Linked DNA regions of Mus musculus: region 1 is linked to region 2. A link is a contact called in public HiChIP or PLAC-seq data. All regions are on one chromosome and are shown on one strand. The core of a region is the stretch at or near the end of the contact, and the rest is flanking DNA. Distances in the headings are between cores, read along the strand shown.

The links. HiChIP or PLAC-seq counts read pairs in DNA pulled down with a chosen protein or histone mark.
Region 1: a contact with region 2 is called in an H3K27ac HiChIP or PLAC-seq map of double positive thymocytes, with 4 times the contacts expected there. The contact joins the promoter of Mical3 here to the enhancer-like site in region 2. A contact is called at or near these places in 1 of 39 promoter capture datasets (embryonic stem cells), 1 of 15 datasets of contacts at CTCF or cohesin (pro-B cells), 18 of 115 datasets of contacts at active chromatin or transcription factors (the NIH/3T3 cell line, T-cell acute lymphoblastic leukemia, bone marrow-derived macrophages and 12 more) and 4 of 9 other capture datasets (adipose tissue, embryonic stem cells, liver and 1 more).

Annotation. Positions count from the first base shown.
Region 1 is chr6:121,127,996-121,135,353 of GRCm38.p6, reverse strand. It overlaps Mical3 (microtubule associated monooxygenase, calponin and LIM domain containing 3), which reads left to right and starts at 4,332. Exons shown (of 32, transcript NM_001270475.1): 1 at 4,332-4,584.
Region 2 is chr6:120,926,943-120,933,459 of GRCm38.p6, reverse strand. It overlaps Mical3 (microtubule associated monooxygenase, calponin and LIM domain containing 3), which reads left to right. Exons shown (of 32, transcript NM_001270475.1): 32 at 1-1,914. Among named protein-coding and RNA genes, the nearest start is that of Bid, 13 kb to the right of the region's middle. Within about 2 kb of position 2,934, at least 42 of the 459 cell types and tissues checked have an H3K27ac peak or open chromatin away from gene starts, as enhancers often do. A contact at or near this core is called in T-cell acute lymphoblastic leukemia and double positive thymocytes, where this site is marked.

The DNA.
Region 1 (7,358 bases), core at 3,083-5,582, 200 kb before region 2:
AAGCACCTGCTCACTCCCATGAGAAGAGACAGAGCGGGGATCCCCTGAGCCACAGCCCCCAGATTGTCAACTCCAAACCTCGCACTGACACCTATGGAAATGCAGAAACCTCTCTGCGATGATAAAAACCAAAGAATCCCCAGCGAGAACAAGCAAGATCCTCTTTCTCACTGAATCATGAGTCAAGGGTCAGTCCTCTTCTGAGAGCTCTCGATGAACCTTCTGCTTTCTCCAACTGAGCCTCAGCCAGCCTGGAACTTGCTATGAAAACCAGGCTGAGGTCAGTGACCTCAAAAACAAAATCCCATGGGGCTCCCCTCCTCTCTTGACTACAATGCCACATCTGTATTGTGTGCATGCTCACAGGAATGTGTTTAATCATCCTGTCTTCCATCCAACTTGCTACAGTGTTATTGGTAGATTTTTTTTTTCCCCCAAGTTCCATGAGCCACAACGATGCAGGGAGCTGTTTGGAAACTTGACAGACACCACTCAGGGTCCAGCATCAAGGTGTGCTCCCAGAACTGGAGAGGCATAGAAATTGAACCCTAGAAGGGGCTCTTCAATTTTAACCCTAGGTAGGGAGCCAGGTGTCAATCTCCATGGTCCCTGCCACCTCATCCAGTGCTCATCAAAGTCCCAAAAGGAGATGGATTCTAAATGCCCAAATTCTGAAAGTTGAAATCCTCAAAAGTCAAAATTTCTAAAATTACAATCCAAGGAATGTGTAACTGGAGGACCTGGGAAGCAGGGGCAGGAAGATCAGCAGTTCAAAGCCAGTCTGACTACAGGAGTCTCTATCTCAAAACCAGCTCGTGGTAATGCACACTTCTAACCCCAGCACAAGAGGCAAAGGCAGACAGAACTCTGAGTTTGAGGCCAGCCTGGTTTGCATGGCAGTTCCAGGCCAGTCAGGGCTACACAGTGAGACTTTGTCTCAAAACAAAAACGAAAGTCAAAGGACACAAAAGAAAAAGAAGGGCAAGGCGTGGTGGTGCATGCCTTTAATCCCAGCACTCAGGAGGCAGAGGCTGGTGGATTTCTGAGTTTGAGGCCAGCCTGGTCTACAAAGTGAGTGCCAGGACAGCCAGGGCTACACAGTCTGGAAAAATAAAAAAAATAAAAAAATAAAATTAAAAAAAAAAAAGGAGAAAGAAGGAAGGAAGGAAGATTAGAAATCCTGAAAGTCAAAACTGTACCTGATGTAATAGATGTATCTAGGAGTGTAGAAAGCTAGATTCTGAGACCAAATCACTGCATTCTTGGATGTACACAAAACAATTGTCGAATTATTTTCTTACTACTCTCTACTCTTTCACACAACACCATGCTGCCTTCAAAAGATTGCCCCTTAGCTGGTTATAGCGATACACAATCTCTGCATTCAGGAGACAGAGGCAGGAGGATGGGTTTGGGGGTCAGCCTCAAGAGCCCCGCCTCAAGAAAAAGAAAAGGTCTTTTCACACCTTATAAGTGAATAAAAAGAACTCAGCAAGCCCATTGGCATTCTGAAGCAAAGATTCCAGCTGACACAGGGCTCCCTCCCTCCCTGTGAAGCAAGGTAAAGGGTAAACTAGTCTCAGTCAGGGATTTGACTGTCAAAGCAGAGAGCCCTCTTACATTTCTTAACAAATTTGCATAGAAGAACTAGCCCCTGCTTCACACTTGGCCAACATGTGTCCCCACTGTTTTTTTTTTTTTAATCAGATATAAACAATTCATGTCCCACAGATCTGAAAATTCTGAAACTTATTTCCCTAATCACGCATTAATGACTATATAGCAAATCATTTAATACGTGTGTGTGTTTGCTTAATTTTGTAGAAAAAAAAAAAGAAAAAGGAGGGAACATTCCATATGTATCTCGAAACCATGATAGATTTGGAATCAGGAATGAGCAAGCATTTGGTAAATGAAGTTCAAGAAATTACCAATAAAGTTTATTTTTGTCCCATCCAGTCCAATAATTGTGTTTGGTGGAGAGGTCAGATGACTGAGGGAAGAGAGATGAAAACGTCATGTAAACAGGCTTCATTTTGCTCAGCACTCTTGTGACAGAGGCAAGAAAACTTAAGTTTGAGACCAGCCTGGGCTACCCAGACTCTGACTTTAAAAGAAGGAAAAAGCCAGAAGGTGGTGGTACATGCCTTTAATCCCAGCACTCGGGAGGCAGAGGCAGGAGATATCTGCGAATTTGAGGCCAGCCTGGTCTACAGAGTGAGTTCCAGGACAGCCAGGGCTGTGTGGAGAGACTCCCAGAACAAAATAAAGATCATTTATCTACATTGGCATTCCATCCAGCTGATGGAATTCCAGGAGCTTTTAATGAATTAAAAGCTGCATTAGCCTGAAGAAGCCAGCCAAGCTTCTAACTGGTTGGAAAATAATTACAGGCACAGTAAGGCAGGAAGCCACGTAGGCAATACTATTACCGCTCACTCACCAGGTTTGTTTCTGCCAGCCTGTGGTCTGTATATGAGAACGTGTGGAACAGGTGCCATATGCCCAAAACAGCCCAGAAGCAGGCCTGGGAGATGGGAGCATTTAATAGGGAATGCTCTTGTCGGTGTGTATAAAATCATAGAGGAATTTTCAAAAGAGCCATGCTGGATGGAAAATGGATGGGGCTGGGTTATCCCAGGAGATCTCTAAGCATCACCACGATGCAGGATCTTATAGTTAATGATCATGGAAGTTAGCCAGCTTTTGTGGACTACCGCTTTTGATCTATGTTTAATTCATTAATTTTATTTATTTTGTGGGGGAGTATTAGGAGTACTCTGACCTCCTAATGGAACTTGGGGTTCCATTCTCTCCTACCATGTGGGTTCTAGAAACCAAAATCAGGTTGTCAGTCTGAGCAGTAAGTACCTTTCTTTGCTGAGTCCTCATTGCCCCCTTGAATCTCTCTCTCTCTCTCTCTCTCTCTCTCTCTCTCTCTCATGTGTGTATGTATATATGAGTGTTTCTCCTGCATGCATATCTGTGCACTAGGTACATGCCATTGTCCATGACGTCTAGAAGAGGGTATTGGAACCCCTGGAGCTGGCGTTACAGATGGTGGTTAACTACCGTGTAGGTGCTAGGGATCAAGCCTAGATTTTTGGAAGAGCAGTCAATGCTCTTAACCACTGAGCCTTTGCTTCAGTCCTTTAACCTTCTGTTTCCTTTTATTTTGTTTCGTTTGGAGACAGTGTCTCACTATTAAGCTCCAACTGTCATAGAACTCACTCTGTAGACCAGGCTGGCCTCAAACTCACAGAGATACACCTGCTTCTGTCTCCCAAGTGCTGGGATTAAAGGTGTGCACCATTACATCTGGCTTAATCTGTTCTTGAAGTACACTTTTTTTTTTGTCCAATTTCTTTTTAACTTTTTGTTTTTGCTTTTCTGTTTCCCTCATTGTTGGATACAGAACTCTTACATAGTGAATAAGAACCCCATGTCCTGAGTTGCTTCCCCAGTTCTTCACTGAAAAAATTTTTCTCTCTAGTATTTTAGTGTTGTTTTTGTTTGTTTGAGGGTCAGGAGTTCAAAGTCACCCTTAACTATTAATATACAGTTCAAAGCCAGCCTTCCATATTTAATGAGACTCTTGCCTTTTAAAAAGGAAAGAATAAAAAGAAATAAAATTGTTTTCCAGAATAATTATATTGTTAAGGTGTTAATCTTTCAGGGTTTAGAATTTAGAGATATTTTATCACTTAGGATTATGGCCTTTGGATTGAGTCTTTGGGGATCAAAGCCTGCGTTCACGATCAAAATTAACATTGTAACAAGAACAACTTAATTTGATAAGCATTTTCTAAGACAACTTTGTATCTTTGATCCTAGGGCTCAAAGAGGTTAAATGACCCTCCCATTAGCATCCTTTGCTTGGTCCCTTCTCTAGCTCCCCGGAGCTCGCCCGCGGCTGGCACCCGCTGGGAGTTCTGTTTTCAAGAGCAAGCCTAGCAAACATTCTGTTCTGTGTGCAGCGGGATCCTCTGGGGCAGGGCGCCTGGGATAGTGCTGGAATTTCTAATCCTTATGATGTTCCTGTGTGTGTTGACTGGGGAGGGAAAAGAGGAGAAAAAGGATAGCAGGGGTAGTTCGGGTTTGGATTTAGGTTTGAGTCGAAAGAACGATTTATCTGTGCTGGAACTTCATTTCATTTGGGTCACTTGAGGCTCAACCGATGCCCAGGAGAGAGGCCAACGCATCATCGCTTATCCGTTACCTTTCCTCCACAGCCTTCCCCAGCCACCAGGGTAGGCGCCTGCTCCTGGTTACCGTGGCAACCGCGAGGAGCCCTAGACAGCTCTGCTACGGCACTTTCTGCAGCCCTAGCTGAGATGCAGCGGTGAGGGAGGACAGACAGAGGCAGACCCCGGGTTCTTCGTTCCTTCTTCGCTGCTCCGATGAAAGAAGTGTGCCTCGGGGCTTCTGAGTGAGAACCTTTGATGGGATTCTAGCTGGAAGGTGGAGTCACCACACTCAGGATGCATGCAGCCACAACAGCAGCACCTGTGTCCTGAGGACCAGCCAATCTGGGGAGGCAAGCTCTCACCGGCGAGGAAGATGCGGGTGTGAAGCCCCAAGTCCGTAAGTACCACCAAATCTCCCCTTGGGTGAGCAAACCCCTTAAAGAAAAAGGTTCTGTGTCTTGATTGACGCCTTTAAAAATATTTATCACATCTTTCAATTGTTTATGCCTTGCTTTGCCTTTCTGACATATGTGGGATTCTTGGAACAATTCTGTCTGCCTTTAAACGCATGGCTCTCTTAAGCAGTGGGAGCTACACCCGGGTATCCTTGTCTCCTTTACCGCACAACGCCCCATCAGCGGATACCGTGCACCATAAGCACACGCCCCAAAGACTGAGAAACACAGCGCTCAGTTTCTTAGCCAATACCGTCCAATTTTCTTTATTCTTTAACACCCCCCCACAACCCCCACCAAAGAAATAACATCCCTAGGCAAGCCAGTGGTATGCCAGTCGGAGGACTGCCCGGGGATCCTCACGACACCGTGTCCTTCCTGCAAGCTCAATGTGAATCCATTAGCTCATCCACAGGCGACAATTGTTACACTCGGAGGGACATTCATTTCGGTCCAGTAGAGGGCGCCGGCGCTCGCCTCCACAACCGGGTAAACAGGCCAGAGATGCCATCCCCACAAGCACAGGCATGCACGTGCCCCTGGCTGCGGAGGACTCGGCGCAAGTCAGCCTCTGTCGAGCGTTAACAAAGGGATGGTTATGTTGGTTCCCCTCTGGAAGTCAATGGAAGGGCGAAAAGAGACTTTCGGAGCACTGCGTTTGTTTCAGAACCGAGGGAGCATGTTTCCAGGGCAAAGTACTTTCTGTATATTCGTCAGGTCCTCTCCCCCCCCCACCCCCACCCCCGTCAACCCCTCCTCTCCCACCTCCCACCCCCAATCTATTCTTGCCTAGCCATGGCACTAGGACGAAGTGTTTAGAATGTATCGCGTTGGAAAGACAGGAGAAAAGGGGGAGAGACCTAGATGGAATGAGCGATAAAGGGACGGCTGCACTGCTGGCCCCTGCAGTAGTCCGCCCTAGCTACTGGGGTCTTCCCAAGTGATTCTAAAGCACCGAGGTTGCCCGCCACCATTCTAATCAGGATGACGTATACAGGTGAACTCCGTACGCTGCTGCTGGAGGGCGGGGTATATTGTTTTTGTGATGCGCGACTAGCCGCTGTGTGGAAGAAAGCATGCAGGAGCCGAGGCTGGACCTCGGCAGGCAGGACCTCTGACTACCTGAAGCAGCTGAGGGCGAGAGGGATGTTTCGAAGCAGAGAGGGCGCGCCTCTCTCAGAATGGGCTCCTTCTCTGAAGAAATGTTCTGACCTATATTCCAGACCAAGGAGAAAAGGAAATGTGAGCCTCTGCGGGACTGCAGAGGGAAAACTGCGGGTTCCTGTAGAAATGGGGTCCGTGTCTGTGTGCTTAGCAGAGTCACACATAACTGTCCCACTCTTCAGCCGCAAGAAGCATGGCTGCTGGAAAGAGGTGGATGGAACACGGTGATTCACGCCTGGAACCCCAGCATTTGGGAGGTGGTCACAAAGGATCACAGGTTGAAGGCCACACAGCTATAGAGCAAGTTTGAGGCTAGCCTGGTCTATATTAGATCTTGAGGAAAGAAGAGAGTGAAAGAAAGAGAAGGCAAGAATATGGTAGGCATTAGAACAAAGGAAAAAAAGCAAACAATTTGACCTAGAAATTATAGTCTTAATCCTTTTCAAGACTGAATTCATTATGGCTTTAAAGCCCTCCTACACCGAAAGGGAAATAGTAAAAATTTCCATTTTCCGAGAACTGGATAACTAGGGTAGCATTCTCTTCACAAATACACTCATAGACCAGGAAGCAAAGGGCTTCTAAACTTTGCATTCTAAAGCTATCTCATAAATATTCATAAGTCATAAATGCTGGGAAGCAGGTGGGAGGCAGAAACTGCGCAGCAAGTTCCCCAAAGGCTGCTGTGCTCACAGAAATTAGGTAAGGCCTCACACTCCAGGCCTGAGAAGTCAGAGCCAGCCTACAAGGTCAGGGCAGCGGGTGGGGCATGCCCATAAGCCCAGCACTTGAGGGGTAGTGGCGGGAAGATCTGGAGCCATTCTCCACTCTATGTTGGGTTCTGGGCCAGCCTAGGCTACATAAGATTCTCATAAACTAAAAACTAAAACTATGACGTGTGAGCTGGTGCTAGGACTTTTTTCCCCCATCACAGCTTTCTAGGGCATTCTCATTAATTTTGATTAGATTGAGAAAGGGTTAAAGTCTTGGGGGTAGGGGCGGAAAATGACAGACAGTGCTGCCTATTCCGAAAGCCTGGCTCCCGTCATTCACTTCATAAATTGGAAAGAGAATTAAGTGACCACATAAAGAGCACCCACCCACCCGGCTGGGATCACAAGGCCTCCTATGCCAGGCTAAGGGGGGTGGGGCAGGAGGATACTCACACAGAATGGCCACAGCTCTCCCACGTACTGTACCATATTACTCTGTCTCCACATTCCCAGTGAGTGACTTGGACAAACTTCTCCTTGTGCTTGCTTACCAAGCAACCCCAGACTTAAAACCACCTCCATCATTCTGTTACTTACTGTTCTTCTAGTCTTGTTAAGGCATGTCATATGCACGCGCGAGTGCGGACACACACACACACACACACACACACACACACACACACACACACACGAGCGCACAATTATATTGTCTCCTGGTTGAATTGCCCTGCTCTCTGGAGACAATGCCTCCACTTACCCTGGGGCTCCTACAGGGTTTCTCCAGCACTCAACCAGCACAGGGGCCGTGGACATCTTTTGTCTTCCTCAGTGACCTTGAG
Region 2 (6,517 bases), core at 1,685-4,184:
CCTCGAGACAGGTTGTTCTGGTCTTTTGGGAATCTTGGCTCTGTGGACCCCACTTTGTCCAATTTTGCTGCCAAGGTTTTACCTCCTGTACATATGTTAAAGGTTGAGGCTAGCCCCTCTTCATGCTTGCTGGGACCAAGTAGAGTGTGATGCTCAGCCCCAGCTAGACAGGAACATGTGTGCTGGTCTCACCTCAACATACCGGCCACTCCAATCTTCTCTGCCTATATCAGGATTTTCTTGGCCTGGCAGGAGCCAGTCAGCACCATGTAACTAGATCCATAAGCCAAGCTGTTCATTTCTCATGGTTCAGCCAGAGACCAGCAGTTGGAGCCAGGGTGCTTCTCCTTCAAAACAGCAGCCACCTATGGACCAGTCCATTGGTACCATACCAATCTGGAAAGGGCACGCCAGCTGGGCCTGTGGGAGGGGCCAGTGCAGACAACAGCCAAGGGCCCACACTGACCCTGGACTCCCCGTGGGAACCACACTGTGCCTCAACTTGAACATCCATCCACCCAACTCCAGAGGAGCAAACAGCTATCTTACTTCTCACCTTGCGCAAAAGCTGCCATCTCTCCTGTGGAAACCCAGATGTGCTGCTAGCAACCGCCACAGCGCTGACGTCATCACTTCCTGGACTCTGATATGGCGGCATCGCTATTTTTATTCCATCAGAGGAGGATGTTCTGGATTCTATTTTCAACCACAATCTGCCAATCAAACTGGACTTTGGACAGGACCTTCATCGCCTGTGTGGCCTTCTCCTTGACCCTGTCCTCCTCTGCAGTGCCACCGGCGGCAATCCCACGCAGCTCAGCCCTGTCATTCCTGCTAACCCAGAACAAGGAAACCATTTCCCGAGCGACTCAAGAAGGATGCAGGGGCACGCTGCATCTCTAGCTGCCTCTCAGAGCTCTGCACCAGATGTTCCCTTCCACCTCTGTCCTGGTCAGCCATGACGTGTTGATCTCTCCAAAGCACACGCTGCTTCCAGTGAAAGTGGGCAGAACACTTCGCAGGAGGGCCTCAGAAATCCACCAGCCTTGGGAGACGTCCCGCAGTTCTCCAGTCGTGACGACACGAGGACTTCAGAATCCCACAGAGCACTTTTTTTTTTAGGCTACCAGTTTGTAACCACTAGTTTGCAGTTGATTTCAGTGGCCCGGGAACGAGACGCGAAGTGTTCTCCACCTCTGGAAATGCATACAGCTCTGGTCATGCGTTCTTCCCAGGAATTATGTCTTCACTTGAAGGCAGGGAAGAGAGGGATGTATACACTTCATCCACACATACAGTGCTAGAGTGCTTTTGAGTAAACCCAAACTCAAGGCTAAGGACAGTACATGAGGCTCTAACCTCTGTCCCTGGAGCGCAAGCAGAAGGCAGCCCGTGGCTCCCAAAGAAGAGCGTGGCCAACCCAGGTTCTGACCCTGCTCAGTTGATATCTCTGCCTCCAACAGCCATCCTTAACGTAATTTTGACCAGCAGATGTAGACTTTAAAAAATAAGACATATGTCACTGGGACAGGAGAGTAGAGGTGGGGGCAACAAATCTTGGGGGCGCTGGGACTATAGCTCAGTGGTAGAATGTGTGTTCAGCATGCATAAGACCCACGGTTCAACCCCCAGTACCACATTTAAAAATTTTTTTCTTTTGAAAGATGGTAACATGACCCACAAGAGGGAATGGCTGGTTTATGCGCAATAAAGTTTTGTTTTGTTTCGGTTTTTTTTTTAAAGAAATGAAAAATGTATTTCTGAAGTCATTGTTCTGCTCTTGGCATTGAGCTAAGGCATACTTAGCACCTTCCTTTCAGGTGAGTGATACTGAACACAAATCATTTGGTGATTATCAGTGAGTGTATGCAGACAAGGATTCTCAGAGAATAGAGCTTTTCATTTGGTTTGTGATTTTTTTGAATCCCCTGTGTTATCCTGACTTAGCCGTCAGTAGCTGGGACTTGAGAATTCTCCATAGCAGCCCTGCTTAATAAGAAACACTGAGTAATGGCCAAGGCAACCAGAGCCAGTTTCTTAAGACAGGTGCTACTGTGGGGTGGATGGCGGCACACGCCTTCAATCTCAGTACTTAGGAGGCAGAGGCAGCTAGATCGCTGTGAGTTGGAGGCCTGCATGGTCTACGTTGTGAGTTCCAGGACCCTATCTTTAAAAAACAGACTGGTGTTGCTGAAATTCTTAAGGTCCCAATGGCAAACCAAGGCATGGTTCCAGCAAAGGTCATTCTGGGAGAGCAATGTTTATTGGGCTTCCCTACAGAGTAGAGGTTACTTATCAGGGTGTGGGCTCTCCCCACAGAAACACTTCACCTGGAAAGACTTTGCCCAGCAGAGATGAGGGCTTCCCTGTAGCCACATAGATAGAGCCTCTCTCCCCTGTCTTCACCCTCCCTGTATAACCAGCCCTGCCCCGAGGCCCAGTATGTATAAGGAAGACAGAGTTGTGTATAACAAGTAGTAGGCCACAACTGAGTACTGCGGGACTCTTCCCACCCCTCCATGACAAACCTAGCTGGGATGATCTTTTACAAGGGGGTGAAACTGAATTCCCCAAAATGGCAGTTATGTGGCCCAGAGGACCGTCACAGTCACCACAGCTGGATCACCAGCTGTTCCAGAGAGAAAGTCCACTGGTCAGGGGCCCATGCATAATGGGAGATGATAAAGTAGGGGGACTAGAAGTAGCCAGCCTTGGAGGGACTTACTGTACTCCGGGGTTCCCCACCACCATCACCACCACCACCACCCTGGCCCCAGAGGGTTTCACAGGAGATAAGGCTGAGGAGCAGGTGTGGCTCTTGGGTACACTTTCATTCCCAGGTGGCAGGAAACGGTAGTTTTAAGCAGGCAGTCAGAAACAGGCTCCTGAGAAACCACCACTCCTGGCCTCAGCCAGCCCAGCTGACTCCTGTCAGAAAAGCGGAGAGAAGAATGGCTATGTGCCTGTGTGAGAGGGTGTGTGGTAAGGATACTGCTCAGGCCTAGGCCAGCCTCAGACCATGGGGATGTGGCCCCCCAGCTGTATAGAGGTGGGACTGAGCACACAGATGCCAACTGCCTCCCCCCCCCACACACACACACTTGTTCCTTGCTGGAGAGGAAAGGTTTGGGGGAGCATGTAAGTATAGAGGCTCAGGAGAAGCTTCCAGACAAGGGGGCTTGGGCTCTGGAGAGTGTTATGGGAGCATCTTTTCTGTCAGGAGCCACAGAAGCCTGAGAACAGTGGGGGCCACCTCCCTCCTGACCCAGGAGAGGTAACAACAGCAAGTGGCTGTCCTCTGGAGGGTCTTTGAAGTTCAGAAAGGGTTTTTCTCTACAGAGGCCTCCAACAGAAGGCCATAAAACACTAACCTAGGGAGCCCCAGCCCATTCTTCCTCTTATAAAATAGATTTCACAGCAAGGTGGTATTTTTAATTCAGAGATCCATTTCCAGGCTCCCTCTGTCTGGTCTCCCAGACTGGTTATTGGCTCTGTTATAGAGACTGATCCCTATCATTGGTGAGTAGGCAAACCTCCCCCAGTAAGAGACAGCCCTCTGCTGTGAGCACCTTACTGCCCATGCGAGGTATCGAATGTTCTACAGAGGTTGAGGGAGGAGATGAGAAGGACAGGAGACGTGTGGAAGACTTGAGAAGTTTCTATTACACACACACACACACACACACACACACACACACACAGTGTAAATTCCACAACTCTTTAAAAAAAAAAAGAAAAATATTTATTTTGTTTTAAATGTTGTGTATATGTGTGTCTGTGGGTCTATGAACGTCAGTACAGGTGCCAGCAGTAACTAGAGAGGTCAGAGGCCCCTGAAACTGGAGCTGCAGCTGGAGTTGTGAGCTGCCTGCCATAGGCTGGGAACTTAATTTGGGTCTTCTGTAAAAGCAAGTGCTCTTCACTACCAAACCATCTCTCCAGCCTGAAGTTACACAGTTCTTATATAGAAATTTGGGGGGTTAATCTAAAAATACTGGATCCTGGCTGGAAAGGGCACTGCATTCAGGTGCACACACCCCACACACAGATATATCACACACAGTTTAAAGTAATAGAAATAACTTGCTTGCTCTTGCAGAGGACCTAAGTGTGATTTCCAGCATGCACATCATGGCAGCTCACAACCATCTGGAACTCCAGTTCCAGGGAATCTGGCATCCTCTTCCTGGCTTCCAAGGGCCCCAGGCATGTATGTGGTGTGCACACAAGCACGCAGCCAAACCAAAGTAAATAATGTTCAGTACGAATCTCTGAAACACTGAAATCACGCGTGTGCGTGTTCTGGATGATTTAAACAGGCACAGCTTAAAAAGTAGAGTGCCGGTCAGTCTTGCACAAAGCCGAGTGCTTCAGAAACCCAGGCGTGATGGCCCACACCTCGCCCGGTACTTGGAAGGGTGAGAGGCAGGAGGACCAGAAGTTGAAGGAAGTTCATTCTTGGGTACGTAAGCAAATGTGAGGTCAGCTTGGATGACTTGAGAACCTCCGTCAAAATCAAAAAGGACAAAGAAATAAATAGAAGTCATCTCAAGTCCGATGGACCTTACCTCGCCAGCAGCTAAGTCAGGCCATCCATATCCAAACATCCCTGGTCAGCCCCCAGGCTTCAAGGTCACCATTTCCTTCGGAGTCTGGTATCGGGCTGATTCAAGGGGCCAGCACCACTCACCAGTCTGAGGGATCTTCCAAACAGATGTAGACTGGCTGCTTTTCCCAGGACCACAGCGGTCCTACAGCAACCATGAATCAGGGTCCTGTGAGGTTCCCATTCCTGATTCAGACCCTGCCTTCAGCAATGTAGGAAAGGGCCACCCTGACACAGGCCCTTTTATTTGCTGTCTTTCTTTCTGGAAGCTGAAAGCCAATAGTGCAGCCATTAAGATGGCTCAGATTTAGTAGGCAGAAGCAACCCTGTTCAGTCTTCCAACATACAGTAGGAAGAAAGCTGACCTCTACATACTGTCCCTCATGCACCCGTAAATAAATGCAAATAAATTTTAAAATACTCTTTATTATTTTTAATTGTTATTAGCATATATTATATAATGTGTTTTAGTATCCTATATATAGGATATATACAGGTATGATATATATGTACTTGTATACATATATACAGATGTATATAACATAGATATTATATATAGGTTATATATATCATATATTTAATTGTGAGCCCATGATTTAAAACTCCTTTGCCTCCAAGGCAGTGGAGGCTTCACCCAGGCCCTTCTTGTTCTTATGTTCACTAATGATGATCCTTTGAGTCTCTGTACCTCTCCAGGAGGAAATGTTTTATAGGTCACTTGGCCCTGTAACATGAAGAGCTCTAGGGATCTGATTTGGCGTCGGCCCAGCCTGGCTACTATCCAGCTGGCTGATCTTGAACTTAGCTCTCTATCTCCTAAGTCTTTGCCCCATCAAATGGTGGTGGGACAGAAAAGAGCCAATGGCACTTGCTGTGTACTGTGTGCCCCCCCCCAGGCTCTGAGTCACAGTCACATGCCAGTCTGGCCCTGCTCAGAGCCCAACCCAGAAGCTGTCCCTGCTCACTTTCTTGGAATTCCCCAGGACATCTGGATCCCAAGGCAGAGAGTGAAGGAGAGGAAGGAAACCAGGGTTCGGATTTGATGTCATAAAAGAACTATGGACAGAAATAGCATGTCCATGTCATGTATCAATAACAAAGACAAAACTCAGAGCCTGATTGCTCACACCCAGGAGGCTGAAGCAGGAGGATTGGCATAGTTCTAGGTCTCCCTGACTATGTACTGTCTTCTAGGCCAGCTTAAGCCTTAAAAAAATAAAAGTTACTGGGCAGTGGTGGTACACACCTCTAACGCCATAACTCAGGAGGCAGAGACAAAGGGATCTTTGAGTTTGAGGACAGTTTTCTCTACAAAGTGAGTTTCAGAGCAGCCAGAGCTGCACAAAGAAACCCTAGCTTGAAAAAAATATGATGGATGGATAGATAGATAGATAGATAGATAGATAGATAGATAGATAGATAGATAGATAGAGCTGACTTTGGAAAGAGCAGAGCAATACAGAAGATGGTCTGTGAGCCATGATCAGATCCACCTCGGGGCAAATGTTGAGGGGCCTGGCTCTTTGGAAAAGCCAGCCATTTTCCCACTCCTTTCCCAGGAGTTCGTGTGAGCTGTGGCCAGACCCTAGGAAGAGACATTTATGTGGCTTTGAGAAGCCAGCTCTCCAGGTCTCTGTTTTTTCCTTCCTTGAGCTGGGCATCCTCCCTGGTGACTGTTAGAGCAGATCAAAGCGTCCCAAGGCACAGCCAGGGGTTGAAACTTGGGAAATCCCACACAGGGCTTCTGACTTACTATAGGTGTTGAGTCACACCAGGGCTCCATCTATCCCGCCCACCCTCCTGAAGCAGAGGACAAAGTGCCACCTCAGCAGAGATGTGAGTGACACTGCAGTTCAGATGTAAGTGACAGGACCTCCCTTCCAGCCCCCAGACCTTGGTCCAGGATCTTTC